Regions from separate parts of the Mus musculus genome. Here region 1 is linked to region 2. A link is a contact called in public Hi-C data. All regions are on one chromosome and are shown on one strand. The core of a region is the stretch at or near the end of the contact, and the rest is flanking DNA. Distances in the headings are between cores, read along the strand shown. Region 1 overlaps Gm40436 (a long non-coding RNA gene). Region 2 has its middle 39 kb from the start of Gm32219.

Region 1 (7,088 bases), core at 3,500-5,999, 100 kb before region 2:
AATCAGCCATATTTGTATTATAAAAGAAAAAAATTGGACAACTTCCTTTTAAAACATACATAATCAGCTGGGCAGTGGTGGTGCACTTTAAATCTGGACCCTCAGGAGTCAGAGACAGGCGGATTTCTGTGAGTTAGAGGCCAGCCTGGTTCACAGAGAAAAGAAACCCTGTCTTAAAAACCAACCAACCAAGCAAACAAAAGCAAAACAAACTCCAAACAAACACTCAAAACATTACATAACCCAAATAGACTCAGGAAGAAATAGAAGACCTGAAAATCATTTTTAAAAATTTAGCCCCTTCACAAATAAAAGTCTAACTCTATCTGGTAGCCATAATTCTACCAAACACTGAGAGAGAATTCTAACACTTCAAATATTCTTAACATAAAAGGGAGTACACTTTCCAGATCATTTGTCAGGCTAGCTTCACCTTGATAGTCAAACAGTAAGAGAGAAGAAAGCTGGGCGTCAGTATTAGTTATGAACAGAGTCACATAATCCAAATAAAATGAGCAACTCAAACATAATAAAGCCAGTACCGTAATATCCTCTTGGTTGATCTCAACTAGGAATAGTAAGTTGATTTAAAACAAAAATGCAGTTCTGTTTCTCACTTCTCTCCTTTAGATGTCTTGGCACTCTCAGCCAAATTCTCAGGTCCATGTTTGCCTTGCACACTGGCTTTCCTAGATAGATGGTGAAACAGCTTGTGTTCATACCTCTATCGGGGTGAACCTCGGAGAGGAGGAAGGAGTTATTTTTAGAGTAAAGTTGCATTGGCTGAGTCTTCAGGTATTGGGGACGTCTCATTCGCACGGAGAGACATTTTAGGAGGCTGAACCTGTATTTTCCCCAGGGATTACCTGACATCTGTCAGGTAGTGTGGGTTGGGCTCCCCAGATCAGGTGAAGACGAGGAAGTCCTGCTAACAAAGTGAGTCCTCCATTTTGCACGGAGCTCAGGAAAGTTGTCTGGGCAGGGTAGACTGCAAACTAAGTAGGGAGGTACAACACTAAAATACGGATTGATACAATGTAGCAAGTTACTTTGTACTCTTAACTTTGTTATCAGAAAGTCTAAATAGTTTAAGCAAGTGTGGAAAGACGGGGAAAATCAGGTTTGCTGAAGGTAGTATTAATACCTATGGAGAAATTTCCCCAACCTCCCAGCTAAGTAATTCCAATAGGTTAGAGGGTTTATCAAGTCTGATAGATACAAAAATCTAGATGTAAATATTAATAGATACTTGTTGCTGTGACAAAATACCTGATGAGATGAAGGGTTTATTCTGGCTCATGGTTTGTGGGGACACAGTTTATTGTGACAGTAAAGGCACTGTCTTAGTCAGGGTTTCTATTTCTGCACAAACATCATGACCAAGAAGCAAGCTGGGGAGAAAAGGGTTTATTCAGCTTACATTTTCCACATTCCTGTTAATCACCAAAGGATGTCAGGACTGGAACTCAAGCAGGTCAGGAAGCAGAGGCTGATGCAGAGGCCATGGAGGGATGTTCTTTACTGGCTTGCTTCCCCTGGCTTGCTCAGCCTGCTCTCTTATAGAATCAAGACTACCAGCCCAGAGATGGCACCACCCACAACGGGACCTCCCCCCTTGATCACTAATTGAGAAAATGTCTTATAGCTGGATCTCGTGGAGGCATTTCCTCAACTGAAGCTCCTTTCTCTGTGATAACTTCAGCCTGTGTCAAGTTGACACAAAACTAGTCAGTACGGGCACTAAAGGGAGGTGGCTGGTCATGAGAATCCACAATCAGGAAGCAGAGAGAAATGAAGACTGGAGCTTCTGGGTCCACTCACCTTTTCTCATATACCCAAGGCATGGAATCCTGCGGTCCCTGTTTAGGGTGTGTCTTCCCTTCTCAAATAAATCTTTGGAAATACCTTTATAGACATACCCAAAAGTGTGCATGGTGACTCTAGATCCAGTCAAGTTTACTGTTAAAAATGAATTATCACAAATATCAATAGCATTTCATAAAAATAAAAACTAAGAGTTAGGGGCTGGGGAGATAACTCGGTTGATACAGTCCTTGCCATGCAGTTACAAGGATCAGAGTTCGATCCCTGTGAAAACCTGTGAAAAAACAAAAACGAACAAACAGAGAGTAAACCACAAATTTGGGAGTGGAGGGTTCATGCATGTGTTCATGCCCCAAAGCTGGGCAAGTGCAGACAGGCAGATCCCAGGGCTAACAGGACAGACAGTCTAGACTCTTTAGTAAATGCCAGGCCAGTGAGAGGTCCTGCCTCTACAGTAAAAATGGTTGCCAGAGCCTGAGGCATGACAGCTGAGTCCTCTGGCATCAACACCAGTCCACACACACTCAGAAAGCGTTCTGAGAAAGTGCTCCAAATCGAGATTTTTAAGTTGTAATTCACAAAATCCACCAAAGTTAAAAGCAATATGTCTAAGAAAAATGTACAGGACCTTTATAGGGAAAATTATAATACATTACAAAGGTTAAGCAAACTCGTGGACAGCAAGGTTTTGCTATGAATTAGTTAACTCAAAACTGTAAAGATGCAATGTATCCCAGACTCCATAAACACAATGCAATTCTAAACTGAAGAGATCCTACCCCACTCCCCACCCGCACTACTCAGTTTCCCTTCATGCGTAGTACACAGTCAGACAGGCTGTATTTACCGTGCCTGAGGAGGAAGTAAGAGTACTCTTGAATAACTGAGCCAGGAGGGGAAGAATTCGTCTAAGTGCTTGTAAAGAATTACTATATAGTATGTTAACTGAACCACTGGTGTGTAATTCTAGGATGAAATAGATCAGAGAGGATTATAACATATGTGGATGACGGCAGAGAGGACATTTCAGTGCAAAACATGGACTTTAAAAATGGAGCTGAAGGGCCTGGAGATAAAACCTAGTGGCAGTGTATCTGTCTAGGATATCCAAGGCCCTAGCTTCAATCAACACTCATCATACACACACACCATGCACACACCACGCACACACACACACACACACACACACACACACACACACACACACAACACATACAGGCACACACACAAACACACACACACACACACACACACACACACACACACACCACATTCTGTTCATAAAGAAAACAGTTCAAATTTGGTCTCCTCTTAAGAACTTACATGAAAATTCTGGTGAATTAAAAACTTTAGGGGGGAAATTAATAGTGACATTTTAAGAAATACATACATACATACATACATACATACATACATACATACATACATACTGGATCATATCTTTAAAACTGTTAGAAAATCACTTTAGAGTAAGAAGTAAAAGCCAAAGCCACAAAGAAAATAGAGTTAATATCAGCTCCATTAAAATGTAGTGCTTCTTGGGACTGGAACAATCGATGATGGCTCAGCAGTTAAGAGAACTTGATCTTACAGCAAACCTGGGTTCCGTTCCCAGCGCTCACATGGTGGCTTACACCTTCTGTAACTCCAGTTCCAGGGTATTCCACGCCCTCTGCAGGTCTGCACAGGTACTGCATGCACATGGTGCACATACATACACTCTAACACCTAAAATAGGAGTCTCAGTAGAAGAAGATGCATCGAATCCTGCTACAGCTTGGCTTGCCAAGGCAGGTTGATATCCATGGGAGGCCTCCTCTTTTCTGAGGAGAAAGAGAGAGCGTTAGGGAGAGGGGAGGTAAGAGGGAAGGATTGGGAGGAGAAGAGGGAGGAGAAGCTGCCATCTGGATGTGAAGTAAATTAATTAGTTAATTAATAGAAAGAATAAATTAAAAAAAATAAAAATTAAGTGCCTATGAACTAAGTGGGGACACTTATAATCCTAAGACTGAAATAGCTAAGGCAGGAAGATGGCAAGACTGTGGCCAGCCTTAGCTAAACAGCAAGACCCTGCCTCAAAGGGAAAAAAAAGCATTAAAAATAAAAGCAAGACACTAAGGAAGAACTAGATTGTGATTGACACTGAAACCAGGGCAGCAATGTTCTCTGAAAAGGAAGACCCAGGGACTGGATACGTACATGACCAAGTATGTATTGATCAGTGATGTACTGATGAATCACTTCCCTCAGCTAGGCCTCTTGTCTCTCATTGCCCTTCCATATATTTTATTTATTATGTGTCTTTGACTTTGAAAATGTTTTCGCTTACCATGAACTCCCCCCAGATGAATTTCTTCTGGGGAATTCTAGGCCCCTACTAGCATTTGGGAGAGACATGGGAAAGGGTCCAGAATCCTTTCTGTTCTCTCTCCATGGGTGGGAGCAAAGCCTTTCTGTTCTCTCTCCATGGGTGGGAGCAAAGCCTTTCTGTTCTCTCTCCATGGGTAGGAGCAAAGATTGCCTGGCCAGAGCTTTAATGACCCTTCCTGCTCCTCTGTAAGATTTGGACATTTTTAGAAAACAAAAGTATAATATCTATACAACCTGCTGACACTGACAGATATCTATCCCTTTCACCTAAATAAATCCTAGCAGCCCATTTCACACCAGTGTTTTAAGTTAGCAGAACTTAACCCACACAGATATTTGCGAAGATTTTAGAAGCTGCCCTCCAAGGTCATACTGTGCCATCTTGGCTGAGTTTACCCACCCAGACCTCATTCTACTGCCTAGGGACTATGCTGGTGACTCTGACTCCATTTTGTCCCAGTCCTGTGGCTTTTTACTCTTGGTCCAGCTGTCCAGATGTGTGGCCTGAGGGAAGCAGAGATTTCAGTTCCATTTTCCACACTCTCTCCAACACCCTCCTCCCCACAGCCACGTCAAGCCCCAACGGGTGCCAAAAGGCATCAGACTAGCTCCCTCGTGCACCCTCCTCGTCCCAGATACGCAGGAAGAAAGCCAAGGGACGCAGTCGTATGCCTATACTGTGATTCACATTAGTTTAAGCTCGATGGCCGCGTGTCCCTCATTCACACCCTGTCAACCTTAGCATGTTGGATTCCCACCCGGGGGATGTTCCAAAGGACGGAAAAAGCTCTTTAGAGAATTGATGACTGTTTTGCTCTTGGCTGGAACTTGGGATAGAATGGGCATTCCAGAGAGCTGGTCCAAGACACCACCTGATCCCCGAGCCTTTCCCTCCCAGAGTTCAGAATGTTCCTCACGGAGGGACCTCACATTTCACACACTGAAGCTTGAGGACCTTGTTGCTACAACACAACCTCACAAACCATGGCAACTGGACCGGGCCAAACCCAAAGTTGGACTACATACATGGCATAAGAGTCAAGCTGCCTTAATCTTGCATCTTTGGCTCATTTTTCCTAGCCACATCCTAAAACCAAATGGATTGAATTACTAGATGAAAAAATAAATTCTGTCCGTGGGAACCGTTGCTATTGTCGCAGAAAACAAAAAAAGGAGGTGTTTTCCAACCATGCCTAAAAGGAGGTGAAATCACTGTTTATGGGGGGGAGCTTAAATTCTTACCACATGCGGGAAAATGGAGTTGGTTGTTTAATTAGACTGCCTAGTCAAAGCCCTCTGGTTATTTTAAATTGTGTTTTAAAATATCAACTCCAGGGAAACCTTTCTGAAGGGCAATTCAAAAATATGCACTAAAGGCTTTCAAGATGTATATAATTTTACCCTGCCATTCCAAGTCTGGGAATAATCATGATGGTGCCCAGTGATTTACCTGCGTGGGTACTGAATGCTGCGTTACTTTAACAGTGGCATAGAGGTGGGGTGCTCAGATGCCCAACATGGGAAATTGGTCAAATAAGTTACTGTGCAAAGGAAGCTCTTTAGAGCTTAGATAGCCCCCTGGATGTCTCAAAGGCCTCCCGATTAACTGACTCTGCATCCGTTACAATCACTTGTCTAACAGCACCATGAAGAGTACTCACCGTCCAGGTTCTGTGTGAATCACACACTCCCACTAGCTGTGCTTTGCAACCCACCAAGAATTGGTTGTGTTTGTTCCCAAACCTGTTTGTACTGCCTCAGTTTTTACTGTAATTATAGAGCTTAATTAAGCAACATGCACGCCAATGAAATATCACAAAGCTTTCAATTCCCCTATAAATAGATGACAATTTTTAGAAAGATTGGAGAAGTTGAAATGAAAAGAAAAAATTAAAATACAACTTGTTAAATTATATGATCGATAGTGGGCACTAGTGAAATATTATGCATCTCAGTATCACTAAAGCTATCATGGAAAACTCCATTCTCTTAAGCAATTTTCCAAAAGAGTCAAGGGAGAGACCTGAGGTCTGAGAGCCTGTTTAAGTCTTAAATGTCCAGAAAGGAGGTCCCAGGCCTTCTGAGATTATGCCTGAGGTCTTTTCAAGGTTGGGTAAGGGCACTGACTGATGCTATGAGTTCTTATATCCTAGTAGTTGTCTCTTCTCCTTTCAAAGGACAGACACATCATCCTGTAACCATATCTGGGGCCACAGTGTTGACCTGAGTTGAACTTAACTGAGTCAACACTCAGACCTCACTGAGGACATGATAGGACATGACAACTGAACTTGATATTTTTCTTGCAAGTTGCCTTTGGAAATCTTTCAGAGTGACCTCTTACAATGCTGACCATTGGACCTCCATCCAAGGCTCCTGGGTTAACTGTGGACTAGCTGTTCAGGACTCCGAGGCACCTCAGGAGGCTCTGGCCTACAGGAATGTCTGAAACCCACTCTTCAGCCATTTAGTAAGTGAGGTGAGCATTGCCTTCCCTCCTATGGTTAATAGTCCAGGTCCAACTTCACTGAGCTAAGCTCTGATGTTGAGTCTGGCTTTAATTGGCTTTGTAACAGTAACCATGTGACCTGACCACTCTGGACTTCTGTCTTTTTGTCTGCATCCTAAAGAAATGATACTCTCTCAAATTCTTTCCAGCACCAAATATTTCCATGTCTATGTTATGAGAAATGCTTTTTCACTATAACTGTGCCTAAGATCCTACCAGACTTAGTGTGGTTTTTAAATAACTGTGAGATGATTGTAAAGAGGTATGCAGTTCTGTATGTTGTACATGGTGTGTGTGTGTGTGAAAATAAAAATCATTAACTATATAAGGACACGATCCATTTCTATTCTAAGTACCTAAATAGCCAGTCTCTTCTAACCATCAC
Region 2 (6,879 bases), core at 1,463-3,962:
CTTCCACCCTGCTCTGTCCTATTTTGTGTACTGCAAATATGATCTCAGCAGACCGAACCACCCAGGGTCTCTTATATGTCTATGCATGCATATTGACAGAAGGGATGGAACTATGAGCACAGCTTAAATCTTCAGATTTAAGAGAGCTGATGGTGGTGATGATACTGGGAAGATTACCTAATGGCTAGTGTTAACCTTCCACTTGACAGAATGTAGAATCACCTGAGAGATGAACCTCTAGACGTGCTCCGTGGTACTTCATCTTGACTGTGTTCACTGAATGGGAAGGTTTGCCTACTGTGGGCGGCACCATTCCCTGCATAGGATCCTGTACTATATACATGGAGGAAAGGAGCTGACCGTTTCTTCACTCTCTGTTCATACATTCCTCTGTTTCCTGATGGTGGGAACCATAGTGGATACCATAGTGAGTCTGATGTGAGCAGCTACTTCAGGCTCTGGGTCCTTGACTCCCATGCTGGGATGAACTGTACCCTTGAACTGTGAGCCAGAATGAACCTTTTCTCCTTTAAGTTGCTTTTGTCAGGGCATTTAATGACAGCCCCAGGAAAAGAAACTAAGATGGTAAGAAAACAAAAGGTTAGGATAAGATGAAAAGAATTTACATTAAAAATGTTATGATGAACAAAAGAAATTGGATACAAAATCATTATATATCACCATTTGTTTGCAATTCTAGATAGTGCAAATTGATGTGTAGGGACAGAAAGCAGATCCTTGTTGCCTGGGGCCAGGGATGAGAGGCTAGCCCCTGTAGGCATGAGGAAACATATTGCAGACATTAGTAAAATCTTACTGGTGACCAAACTGCCTTCACCTAAATGGATATAGTTCACTGTGGGTAAATTATGCCCTACTAAAATCTGTGTTACAAACATTAAGAACTGAGATCCATCCCCCTAGAATCTACACTAAGAAAAAAAAGTTGGATGTGGTGGCATGTACTTATAACCCTAGCATTAAAGAAGAAAATGGAGACAGGCAGATGCCTGGGGCTCTCTGACTAGCCAGTCTATCTATCCTACGTGACAAACTCCAAGGAAGTAAGAGATCCTATCTCAAAAGAAGAAGGCGGACAGCGCCTGAGGAATGAAAGCTGACGTCCTCTGGCCTACCCCCTCACACACACACACATATTCATGCATGCACCAATACACAGACACACACACATGCACGCACACATGTATGCAATCTCCACAGTGTAACCTGGAAGGAACTATCTATCATGGAGTTATTTGCTTAACTTGATGAGCACATGATGAGGGCCAGAAAGTGCCTCTCTCTGCCTGGCTCGCAGATGCTTGCCTGCCATTTTACAAGCAGCAATGAGAGACTAAATGAGCAGAAGAAGGTTCCTGAGGACAGACATGGCTTATCCAGAAATGCTAATCTTGTTGATGACATGGCTCTTCACAGAAATAAGGCCCAGGAGTACTGAGAGAAAGGAGAGGAAACCAAGCAAATGTCTCTGGGATCCAGTGGGGATCTCATTAAAGCAGGGATAGCTTTCTGCAGTAGACTGTGGAGTTATACGGCTTAGATGAGGAGGGAGGCCGCTGTGCCGCTGCACTGAGAGATGCTTGCAAGCCTGTTCAGTTTTGATTCCTTTATAAACTGAAGCTCATAATAGCATTCAAATGGAAAATTTGAAGACTCCAACTGCTCCTGAGAAATGCTTCCAAAGGCAGGAGAGCCAATAGCTATAGATTCAGACATTAAAATGTGTTTGAATCATTAGCTCTGTGCTAATTGTTTGAGAAATCTAAAACAACACAATTAATTCCCTCAGTTTATGGAGCTAAACAGTCTGTCCTCTGCCTGCTGGTCCAGCAGATCTCAGGCTGGCTTCACCCTGGGTGTACCCACAGAAATTTTATGAGGTGTAGACTCCTGACCTGACCCTTAGCCCAATGGTTCTCAACCTTCCTAATGCTACGACCCTTTAATACAATTCCTCATGTTGTGGTGACTGCCCTCCCCACTCCAACCATAAAATTATTTCCACTGCTACTTCATAGTTGTGATTTTGCTACTGATATGAATTGCAATGTAAATATTTTTGGAGATAGAGGTTTGCCAAAGGGATGGTGACCCCCAAGTTGAGAACCCCTGCTTTAGCTTGTGCCTCCAGAGACCTGGATGCTAACTAAGCCTCACTAAGCTAATTCCATGCAGCTTAAAGCGTCTCAGAGCACCGGAGCAGAAATGCGGGAGAAGGAAACAGCATACAGACATCTCAGTCTGTGTGTGTGTGTGGGGGGGGGGGGGGGGGAAGGGGTCTAAAGCAGCAGTGTCGCAGAGTAGAACAAAGTTCAGAGCAGGGGCGGGGAAGGGGTGGGGGATACTTATGAAGCTACTAATCTGGAGCCATGGAAGGCTGAGGGGGGGCTTGGCAGGCAGGGAGGACTATTGAGGTCGTGGCACAGCATGATCTACCAGATAGAAAGGGGTGCGCTAGAGGCAACGGGAAGGCAAGAGCAGACGCAGGTCCTTGGACACGGAGAAATGCTGGTATTTCATTCAGTGCCCAGCGGGAAGGCCGTAGGGTTGGGGTAGGAGATCCCATCCGAGTCTCACACTTTTAAAGGTTCTGTGTCTCCTGAATGGAGTGTGTGCCCTATGAAGTGTAAGGGTAGACAAGTATCAGGGTGTAACAAATTCACCCCAGAGCTCCAAACTTGCCTAGATCTGCTCTTGCTCACTAGCCCCTCCACAGTCCAGGGAGACAGATAGGTCGGGGGAGAGCCTTCTTGCTAACAGAGTTCAAATCTGCCCCTTGGGGGAAATTTGCGTAATCTACAGTTTTATTACCAGCTCTGTCCCTAGCGATGAGGATTTAGGAGGAAAGAGCCCTCAAAACCACACGGGGTCTCTGACCACTTTGCTCCTGGTCCTCAGTGGTATCGTTAGGGGAGGCAGCTGAGACTGCAGCTGGTAGACATTATTGTCTCTCCCTCCCTTTCAGATGCATGGGTCCCCGGTGGCTCTCCGACTGCCTCCCTCCCTCCTTTCAGCCCTCACTGGCTTTATAGGCCCCAGTGCCTCTAGACCCTTGTGTCAGCAGGCCCACGGGGGTACTCTGACTCTCAACCCCGTGTTTTTATATCCTGAGAGAAAAGATGAAGGTAGAGGGACACGGTTGTACTGTCATTCTCTCAGACATCTCTAGCTCACCCTCCAGGGTGGCCAAGTTTTTAGAAAACTTAAAACTCCAGCAAAAGCCACGTGTGGTGCGTGGTATACGCCTTTAATCCAAGCACATGGGAGGCAGAGATAGTTGGATTTCTGTGAGTTCAAGATCAGCCTGATTAGCAAAGTGAGTTCCAGGTCAGTCAAAGCTATATAGAGTGAGACACTATTTTAAAAACAAACAATAGCAAAAAATAAAATACATACAAACTATGTAATTGTCAAATAAGAAAATTAATCAATAAAAAGAAAACTAAATTTAAAGAAAAAATCTAGTGAGAAAGACAGCAGATGGACATTTGGGAGCCAGCAGTATACAGATGGTGGCTTAGTGTAGGGCAGATAGAATAAGACATTCTCTCCTGGACTGTGGACAGTGCACCAGAGGCCAAAGTCTCCGTGGGTCAACTCTTACGAGGACAAATGAGAAGAAACAAATCTCAACCAAACTCCAGATCTACCTCAAGGCAAACTCTTGGGTGTCACAGGACGTTTAAAATCGGGGAACAGCCACTGTGACTTTAGGCTTGATCAGAGGAGAGGAGAGGAGAGACAGGTACTTAGAACTAGATCATTGTTATTCCTTGAGTTTTTATTCCAGAGAAAGTTACTGGTGTTTATTTGGAACAGTTATAAAGAAAACCACCCACAAGGCAGGAAACCGGCAAGAAACAGCGCACACTCTAGAATCTTTTGGATTTTAACACGCGGACTCTTTAATCAAGAAGTTGCTTATAGAGTGGGCTCTTCAGCTACTCAAAATAGTCCATGGTTTTATTTGGGGCTCTGCACCTAAACATTTTTGTTGTTGTTGTTAATACGATGGGGAGAAAAGAATACATAGACCTCTTTATCCTAATTGCTAGTCAAGAATGGGAGCACAGAGAAAGGAGGGATTAAAAACCGAAAGGCTATTTGCAAGGAAATAGCTCCACCTGCTGATATGGGCTTCCGTGGGTGAGATGTGAAGGGTTTTTTGTTTGTTTGTTTGTTTGTTTGTATGTATGATTATATTTTATTGGATATTTTATTTATTTACATTTCCAAAGTTATCCCCTTTCCCGATTTACCCCCAGAGAAGTCCCTTATTCCATTCCCCCTCCTCCTGCTCCTATGAGGGTGTGCCCCTACCTGCCCACCCACTCCTGCCTTCCTTCCCTAGCATTCCCCTACCCTGGGGCATTGAGCCTTTAAGGGACCAAGGGTCTCTTCTCCTGTTGATTCCCAATAAGGCCATCCTCTGTTACATGTGCAGCTGGAGCCATGGGCCCCTCCCTCCATGTGTAGTCTTTCTTAGTTGGTGGTTTAGACTCTGGGAGCTCTGGTTGTTGATATTGTTGTTCTTCCTATGAGGTTGCAAGCTCCTTCAGCTCCTTCAGTCCTTTCTCTAACTCCTCCCCTGGGGACTCCATGATCAGAAGGAAAGGCCATCCAAAGACTGCCCCACCTGGGGATCCATCCCATATACAGTCACCAAAAGCAAACACTATTGTGGATGCCAAGAAATGCATGCTGACAGGAGCCTAATATAGTTGTCTTCTGAGAGGCTCTGCCAGAGTCTGACATATACAGTGGCGGAAGCTCTCAGGCAACCACTGGACTGTGAGTTCTTTTCCAGACATTTTACTACTTAACAAACGCAACCTTCGTGCTCCCTCTAGAGGCCAACAGATGGATAACATCTCTGCAGAAGAATATCCTAAACTCTGCAGTTTCATTTTACTGTTAATTACATTTGCTCTTAGACAATTTCAGCAGGGCATATTGACCACTCTCACTGTGCCCTGTTCCCAGATCTCCCTACCAACCCTGTCCACCACATCCCCATCCTTTCCTCAAATCTTTCTTTTGGGGTCATGTCTTCACTTCCTTTTGTGACCCACTGAGTTAAACTGGTGCCATCTGTGTGATGTGATCACTGGCTCGGAGCTGGAGTCTTGTAGGCTGAGCAGTGGGTACACGATTAATGTTCAGTGGTACAGGACAGGGCCCTGTGGCCCCTCCCCTTCTATGACTGACAGGGCCAATCTTGCGTGCGCCCCTTGCAAATAACCAGTTACTATGAGTTAAGGATTGCAAATGTTGGTCTAACGAATGGCATTTCCTTGCCCGCCACGCCATCTTTGAAACTTTACACACTGCATTCCCCCTCTTCCTTAAGGGAAGTGGTCTAAAAGACTTGTTTAGAGCTGACGCCTCTCTCTCTCTCTCTCTCTCTCTCTCTCTCTCTCTCTCTCTCTGCACAGCACGCTCAGGCACTTTGAAAGCTAGCCCGCTGGGGTGGGGATGAGCGGGCAATTGAGACTCAGTCTCAGTTTGCTTTCTTTACATCATACAACCTTCATACAATTGTGTCCTATCGTCTACAATATGGCTTTATCCTCTTATTTCTGGTTAGGCGACCAAGAGAACCAACAAGAGCCTGTATTGGTTTGGAGGCCTCCAGTGTATCCTGACAAGAGCCTGTGTAGGTATCCCACACAAGAACTGGGAACTGTATTTAGTAACACACTGCTTCATGGCGCAGTCCCATCGGAGCCAGCAGGGTAGCAGTCTTCAGCTCTCTTTTATATGTTTGGTTACAAGATAATAGGCTTGCATATGGCTTCCTTTTGCTCTTTGTCCAAGGCAATCAATCCTCTCCCTTCTTTAACACCATCCTCTCCCCAGTCCTCCCGCCTTGTTTAAATTTCCACAGTGTTTCTCCTCTATAATTTTCTTCCTCCCTATAATTTTATTTTGCTTATGTTCTTACTATCCCCCATCATGTAAGGTGCCCCTCCCCCACGACCTCTTCCCAGTGTCCTGGCTCTCACAAGCACTCCTTGTTAATGAACAGACAGCCACCAAAGCAAAACAAAAAGCCAAACACCAAGAAAACAACAACAACAAAATTAAACAACAGGCTTCAGAGCTAAACAGGGATCTCAAAAGATGAAATCCAGATGGTAAGAAAACACTTGAGATGGTTTTTGGCATCCTTGGCTGTCAGGGAAAGGCAACTAAACTATTTAAAGATTCCATCTCATCCCAGTCAGAACCGTCACCATCAAGGTTGTGATTCTCCAAGGAACAGAGCTGGTGGAATGAATCTATACTAAAGGGGTACTTATTAGATTGGCGTGCAGAGTATGATCTGGGTGGTCCAACAGTGACCATCTCACGCCAGAGAGGCCAAGAACCTATTAGTTGCTCAGTTCCCGTGGCTGGATGTCTAAGCGGTCTCAATCTGGCACTGAAGGTTCCAAGAGAGCCACTGGCCTTCATGGCACCCTGGAAGACAAAAGCTAGGTCCTAATATCAGCAAAGCAATGCAGCAAGATAGACAAACCTACCAAGGAGAGTGAAAGAAAGCAAGTGGGCCAAAGCAAGGGTTCTTTCTTCCATCCTTTATGTCTGTGGCCACTGGAAGGTGCTGCCTGAGTTCAGGGTGGGAAACCCCACTTCAGATAATCTGATAAAGAACATCCCTCACAGGGAGCCCAGCAGATTGCCCTTTAGTTAATTTCAGGGCTACTTGAGCTGACAGTGAAGATTAGCCAACTCAACAAGGACATCATCATTCCTAGGCGAGTCTGGTCTCTGAATGTAGAGCCACAGGGAAAGTGAAGTGCCTCGTAATTCTAATGGAAGGAATCCCAGGGTTAGGCTCTGTCCACCTGCATCCAG

The links. Hi-C and Micro-C count contacts between places; a contact is called where the count stands out from the background.
Region 1: a Hi-C map of uterus shows a contact between it and region 2, with 6 times the contacts expected there. The contact joins two enhancer-like sites. A contact is called at or near these places in 1 of 39 promoter capture datasets (the 3T3-L1 cell line), 26 of 484 Hi-C or Micro-C datasets (the 3T3-L1 cell line, the C2C12 cell line, the C3H10T1/2 cell line and 12 more), 5 of 115 datasets of contacts at active chromatin or transcription factors (the NIH/3T3 cell line, embryonic fibroblasts, embryonic stem cells and 2 more) and 1 of 9 other capture datasets (embryonic stem cells).

The regions. Positions count from the first base shown.
Region 1 is chr12:70,596,337-70,603,424 of GRCm38.p6, reverse strand. All of the region lies in intron 1 of Gm40436 (a long non-coding RNA gene), which reads right to left. Among named protein-coding and RNA genes, the nearest start is that of Gm40436, 9.3 kb to the right of the region's middle. Within about 2 kb of position 4,749, at least 26 of the 459 cell types and tissues checked have an H3K27ac peak or open chromatin away from gene starts, as enhancers often do. A contact at or near this core is called in uterus, where this site is marked.
Region 2 is chr12:70,492,979-70,499,857 of GRCm38.p6, reverse strand. No RefSeq gene overlaps it. Among named protein-coding and RNA genes, the nearest start is that of Gm32219, 39 kb to the left of the region's middle. Within about 2 kb of position 2,712, at least 15 of the 459 cell types and tissues checked have an H3K27ac peak or open chromatin away from gene starts, as enhancers often do. A contact at or near this core is called in uterus, where this site is marked.